2 separate regions of the Danio rerio genome follow, and region 2 is linked to region 1. The links are chromatin contacts, called in public HiChIP or PLAC-seq maps. All regions are on one chromosome and are shown on one strand. The core of a region is the stretch at or near the end of the contact, and the rest is flanking DNA. Distances in the headings are between cores, read along the strand shown. Region 1 holds the start of atp2a1 (ATPase sarcoplasmic/endoplasmic reticulum Ca2+ transporting 1). Region 2 holds the start of atad5a (ATPase family AAA domain containing 5a).

The links. HiChIP or PLAC-seq counts read pairs in DNA pulled down with a chosen protein or histone mark.
Region 2: an H3K4me3 HiChIP or PLAC-seq map of gastrula embryo shows a contact between it and region 1, with 2.6 times the contacts expected there. The contact joins the promoter of atad5a here to the promoter of atp2a1 in region 1. A contact is called at or near these places in 1 of 18 Hi-C or Micro-C datasets (caudal fin) and 3 of 4 datasets of contacts at active chromatin or transcription factors (caudal fin, embryo and gastrula embryo).

The regions. Positions count from the first base shown.
Region 1 is chr3:24,879,971-24,883,108 of GRCz12tu, reverse strand. It overlaps atp2a1 (ATPase sarcoplasmic/endoplasmic reticulum Ca2+ transporting 1), which reads right to left and starts at 1,505. Exons shown (of 22, transcript NM_001007029.1): 1 at 1,388-1,505; 2 at 442-459; 3 at 205-287. The coding sequence starts at 1,505.
Region 2 is chr3:24,979,752-24,982,941 of GRCz12tu, reverse strand. atad5a (ATPase family AAA domain containing 5a) reads right to left here and starts at 1,695. Exons shown (of 23, transcript XM_003198109.6): 1 at 1,339-1,695; 2 at 1,051-1,123; 3 at 1-940. The coding sequence starts at 1,101. ppp4ca (protein phosphatase 4, catalytic subunit a) reads left to right here and starts at 2,066. Exons shown (of 9, transcript NM_001110414.1): 1 at 2,066-2,162.

The DNA.
Region 1 (3,138 bases), core at 256-2,755:
GGAAAATGTGTCCCTGTCCCTCGCATTGGCATTATCAATCATTGTCTGCACTCCTAAATAAAACCCTGTTCATTTAGTAAATTTTACAATTCCGAGGCTGCTAACCAAAACCCAAGTAATCAAATTAGTCAACCACAAAAGCCCACTAAGGTTTCTGAATGGTTTGGACTACATTGTGTGGTTATGTGGTTTCTGTTTACTTACAAAAGAGATGCAGGCGGCCAAAAGCAGAATCCTGACCAACAGATCTTCAAACTGCTCCACCACCAGCTCCCAGATGCTCTTACCTAAGGAAGAATGTAGTGGTTGAATTATTTATATAGTCAATCTTGACACAGGTTGACTTAAAACATACATAAAAAGGCATGTTTTTAAAAGGAATTCACTTTCAGTATGCATAAAATACAACATGCTGATAGTTCAAAGTCTATAAAGTTTTACCTTCTTCAGCTGGCAGCTCTGTGATTGGTCGGTTTGGTCCAATTGAGAAGATGAATGGAGGGGAGGAGATTAGAAACAGAACCATTAGAGTTCGCAGTCGGTACCTTTCACATCAACAACCAACATAACCTAGTGTATTAAATTAGGCATTCATACTGTTCTTTCTGACATGAGCTGAGCTCACACATAAGACTGCTTTGCTAATAATCTAGTCATTCGTCCTGTTTGACCTTCTGTTCAAGGCTCAAAATGGCCCCTGTGTTTAGCTGTCACTTTCTTGCTTCTTTTTCAGAAGTGATCTCTCTTACCTCTTACACCTTTCAATCTTGCTTTTGCAACCTAACGTTATTATTCAACATGGGCAGCGCATCTTTTCTGGCCTATTTTGTCTTTAAAGGGATAGTTCACCCAAAAATAAACATTCTGTCATCATTTACTCACCCTTCACTTGTTCCAAAAACAGTTTCAGTTTCTTCTGTTTAACATAAAAAGAAAGCTGAAAACCTCTAACCACTAACTGTTTTTTCTAGTATGTAAGTCAATGATTAGAGGGTTTTTTACAACTTTTTAAAATTGAATATCTTCTTTTGTGTTTAACAGAAACTCTTAAAGGTTTGGAAGCACTTGAAGGCAAGTAAATAGTGAGTACATTTTTATTTTGATGGTGAACCACACCTTTAGAGCTACCTAAAAATCTACCAAAAAAGCACTTTGGGGATTTATTCAGTCTCAATTTTAAGTAGATATTATTAATATTATAGTTTAATTAATTAATTACAACTAACATCTACATGTTTTACAAAAACATTTAAAATACTAAAGTTCTTGACACCTCTAAAATAGCTTGTTCTGTCAAATTCATCCCAACATTGTTTTACAGTGATCAACCATCCATCCATTCATATTCTTTCAGATGGCTCCGTCAGTTTGCCCATGCTTTCCTCACCGTTGAATCCGTACTTGGCTTGGTTCTTCTTGACCTGTTCTGGTGTGAGGCCTGTGGACTCGCTCACGCCGAAGTAGGCCAGGCATTCTGGTGTCTCCTTGGTGTGTGCGTTCTCCATCCTGTCTGCTCAAAGGGGAGACTTCAATAAAACAACACAAAAAAAGGATGAGTTACTTTCCCTCTCAGAGAAATGCAGACAAATCCAAGTACTAAGCTAACATATCCAGTCGTTATATTTTGCTTTAAATGAGAAGTTTGAGGGTACGCACCAACACTTTTTTAAAAGTGAAGGATAGGGACAAAACAGATGGCCCCTTAATACTCTCTCCCCTCTCTCTTTCTCTTTCTCCTCTCCTCCCTCTGGAGCGCAGGGCTGACAGAAAGTGCGAACTTCCACCCATCTCCGTAGAGTTTTATAAAGACACCAGGCTCACCATCGGCCAGGGCACACCCAGCGGAGGCCCCCTATTGGCCGAGACCAGACAAATATGGTAGGGAAGGGGCAAGGCCTTTGGAAGAGGGATGAAGGGATGTGATTGGAGCAATTGGGCGACAACTGGAGTGGGGGTGAGCAGCCTTGAAAGTGGGGTTGAAATTGGGGTCTGTTTTTGGAACACGCAGCAACAGTAGGATGGAGACGGTGAATGGGGAATTGTGGTGTTAGCATGAGTGACAGCTCAAATGGTTTTGGGATGTTAATATGCAGTAAAGGATGACCGAGGGCTTGGCTTTTTGTGGGGATTAAACATGTACAGGACTCTGTCATAATTATGTGGTGCAGGATTAAAATGTCTAATGTGGAGGCATGTTTAAACGTATACGAAGACTGTCAGGTCACCATCCTTAGAGAGGATTAGCACCTGGGATGAACTGCAGTGGAAAAAAACTCAGTGTGTGAGGGTAAAACAGTATTTCAGACATGGCAAATGTGCTGTAAAACAGACTGAGGAGGGATTCATTGCAAGAGTGCGGAAAGAAAGAGGCAAAGAAAGGGCTGTTAAGATCGAAATGGAGAGATTATTAGAGTCTGAATGTCCCCAAGTTTATAGATCTTTTATAGTGTTGACAGATTGTTTGGATGACTCGACAGAGATGAATGACTGGTCAGAGATTTTTCGCTAAAGCAAATCAGAGACAGGAAAAAACCTGCATGTGATTTTTGTCTATTAAATTCCTGTTCACTTTTTAGCAATGTTCATTTCAAATTAAGTTCTTTGAGCTGAAAAAAAATTGAGTTAAGGAACATTAAACAATTGATAAAGTAGGAAAACAGGATGTATATATTCGATATATGTATGTTTTTCTCCTCTTTAGTGTGTAATACAAATCTTCAGTTGCTTATTGTGTGAGAGGAGGACTGATAACTTGCTTTAGAGGGAGGATTATGTCATTATTATGTCAAATAAACTTCAGACTTCATGACTTCTTCCTTCAGACTAACATAACATGATCGCTTTTAATAATTCTAGTAATAAATGGTGTATCGTGGGTTTTGGCGCACATATAAACACATTATAAGTCCATCAGATGGGTAAGCTGCTGTTCATGCCTACACGAAGGGCTTCAGCTGCTGCTTTGCCCTTTGACCTTTTGGATCGTTTGGGCTTGTAGTTTCCAACAGCAGGAACATTTAATTCCTGGATCACATTTTCTGATAATGTTTTCATCCATCCGCATTTACTTTCACCGTTCATGGTTTTTGTCTAATTTGGCAACCAATAAGTAATTGACATTTTTAGTTGTTTGTATGG
Region 2 (3,190 bases), core at 446-2,945, 100 kb before region 1:
CAGACAATCTCTTCTCATCTTTTACTTGGCTTTTTTTATTTCTAATAAAAATGGAGGCGATTTTGTAATCCTTGGACACTTTTAGAGACTCATGGTGATCAGGGGAAATGGGATGCACCTCTGCTTGAATGGTGAGAGTTCTGGGTGACACCTGCAGAGGACCGACAGCAGAATCACCTGCATTATTACAGATGTTCACTTCACTTGAAGTCTCAGCAGTGTCAGTCTTGGAAACAGCATTGCTCTCCTCCTCCTCATGACTTTGATTGTGCATAAAATCTAAAAATGAGATGGTGACGGTGTTGCTTTTCTTTTCGGCACACTGCTCAGGTTTAGCACCACACACCGGCTCTTGAGCATCACCAACACATTCCTTACTCTCTTCACAGTCACCTTTTGCCTTACGGTTTCTCCTCAAGGCAGATTTTTTGTTCCCACCATCTTTTTTTAACAACGGTTTCTGTTCAGAAGTTTCCACAGACTTATTAACAGTCAGAGTACTTGAATCATCCTCTGTGGCATTTTTCCTCAAGTTGGATTCTTTCATATCAGGACAAGTTCTATCTGGAAGTCCAGCAGTTTCACTTTCCTTTGAATCACCGGGACTCTCAATAAGCACAACATCATCTGTGACCACCTGTGCATCCTCCTCTTTAGATTTCTTCTTGTCTTTAGTCTTCCTGGTGCGCTTCTGCCCTCGTCCTCGAACAGGTTTCCCTGAGACTTCTTGACTTACTTGCTCTGAAGAATGCGGCGAGTTTTCTTTAGCTTTCAGAGAGCAGTTTTTTATTTCTGGTGCAGGCGAGGTCTTCTTGAAGAAGTCCATGATGTTGTTGGATCGAGGCGGTGAGAACGGTTTCTCCACTATCTTGGGTGCAAAGTAGTTAGTGATAGTTCTGACAGATGGTGCATCGCCATCCTTTCTCATTTTTTTGCACGGCTGGAAAAGCAACAATTTTAATTTAATATAAATATTACACTTTTCTGATTATATAACTAAAACACAGCCATAACAGATTAACAGTTACACATTATTAATAAGACACATACCTGACCCTCGAAATCCTCCATGACAGCTGGCAATGCAACAACCCCAGCCATCTTTCACCCTAAAACTAAAGATCTGCATTTAAGAAGGATTTTAAAAGAGGTTAAACGCGAGCACGCCAAACAAAAGTGTCATGAAAGATTTAAAATGTTATTATAAATGTTATAATTCATAAACAGCTACTGTAACAGTTTGGGTGAATGTTGCTTAATATGTTAGCATAACGCTGGTAAAAGTGTAAGTTAGTCAAAGTGTGTTTGAAGAAATGTATTTAAATTGCAGACACTCACCTGTTGTTTTATTTCCCTCGGGGATCTGCTGATACATAATCCATGAATTACAGTGAAGAGTGCATAAATATGAATCCAGCAACGACTCCGAGTAAACACAAAGCCTATCTATCGACACATTTACCAAACAACGATATACTTCCCGGCGAAAACAAGCATAACGCGTTGTAAGAACCAACCCACAAACCCGCTCCGCGTGGAAAATTACTTTAAAAATCTGAAGTGCGCTTGAACCTAATATTAAGACCCCATTTTCTGTTATAATGTAGGTTTTGGGGTAGTTGAATTGTTTTCGACAAATGGCGCCAAACACCATGGACGTCTTTCGCCGCGCCGGTTCGGCCAATCACAGTGACTGTCGTCATGCAGTCTGAAACAGGAAAAAGCGCATTGTCGAATTTCAAAATAGTATCATCCTTATGAATTTATATCTAGAGAGCAAACAAGTCTTTCTCGGTGTAATTTCTCTTAAAGGAGTTATTCTGTCCTGTTAACTGCAATTAAGTTCGACCATAGGGAAAACTATTTCTTATATCCTCACTCACGTGCCCCAAGATTTAAACGATTCGTTTATCATGACAAAATATTTGATTATTTTAAAACAAATCTTATATTACTATCTTACTCAATAGTAGGATATACACACAGGTCATTAAATACAACGATTAAAGGACGGTGATAATATATAAAACAAGAGGTCGGTACCTTTATTTTGAAAGACTAGCCGAAACAATGTTTGCAGCAGGCTTTAAAGGCCTTTTCCCTTTCCCAACATCTACAAAAGAAACAACGAATGCCTGAACGAGATTAACCTAAAGCCCAAGGTATTTATTTGCATTTCGCCTTAATTTTAATGTTTGAAATTTAATCATTATATTAGTTGTATTTTAACTCAAAATGTAGGCAAATAGGGCAGAGTTGTGACTAGCATTGACGCTAACCGCTTTGTCCGTGCCGTGTTATGTTTTAAGTTACTCCAGGTTTTGTAAATCGATTAAAAGTTCAAATGTTTGTAATAACAATAAAATTTATTTAACGTCTGTCAGAACTTGTGGCTTAGTCTCTTCGGGAACTGGGCAAATTCTGGTAGTGTAAATGGTTTTATTTGTTGATATTTTGTTTATTTGTATATTCAACTGTTATTATTATTATTATGTCTTTTATTTATAGCATATAGTATAAAGCAATATAGCATTAACAATTACTATGTATAAATGAACACCAGAAATCATCACGCATTTAAGTCAAGTAGCGTATTAATGTACCGGTTTACGAAAAAATTAAGTTTTCTGTGAAATTATTTTTATATATATATATATATATATATATATATATATATATATATATATATATATATATATATATATATAAAGAATCATCAAACATAAAAATACTTGCATGCCATTATATATATATATATATATATATATATATATATATGCATATATATATATATATATATATATATATATGCATATATATATATATATATATATATATATGCATATATATATATATATATATGCATATATATATATATATATGCATATATATATATATATATATATATATATATATATATATATATATATATATATATATATATGCATATATATATATATATATATATATATGCATATATATATATATATATATATATATGCATATATATATATATATATATATATATATGCATATATATATATATATATATATATATATATGCATATATATATATATATGCATATATATATATATATATATATATGCATATATATATATATATATATATGCATATATATATATATATATATGCATATATATATATATATATATGCATATATATATATAT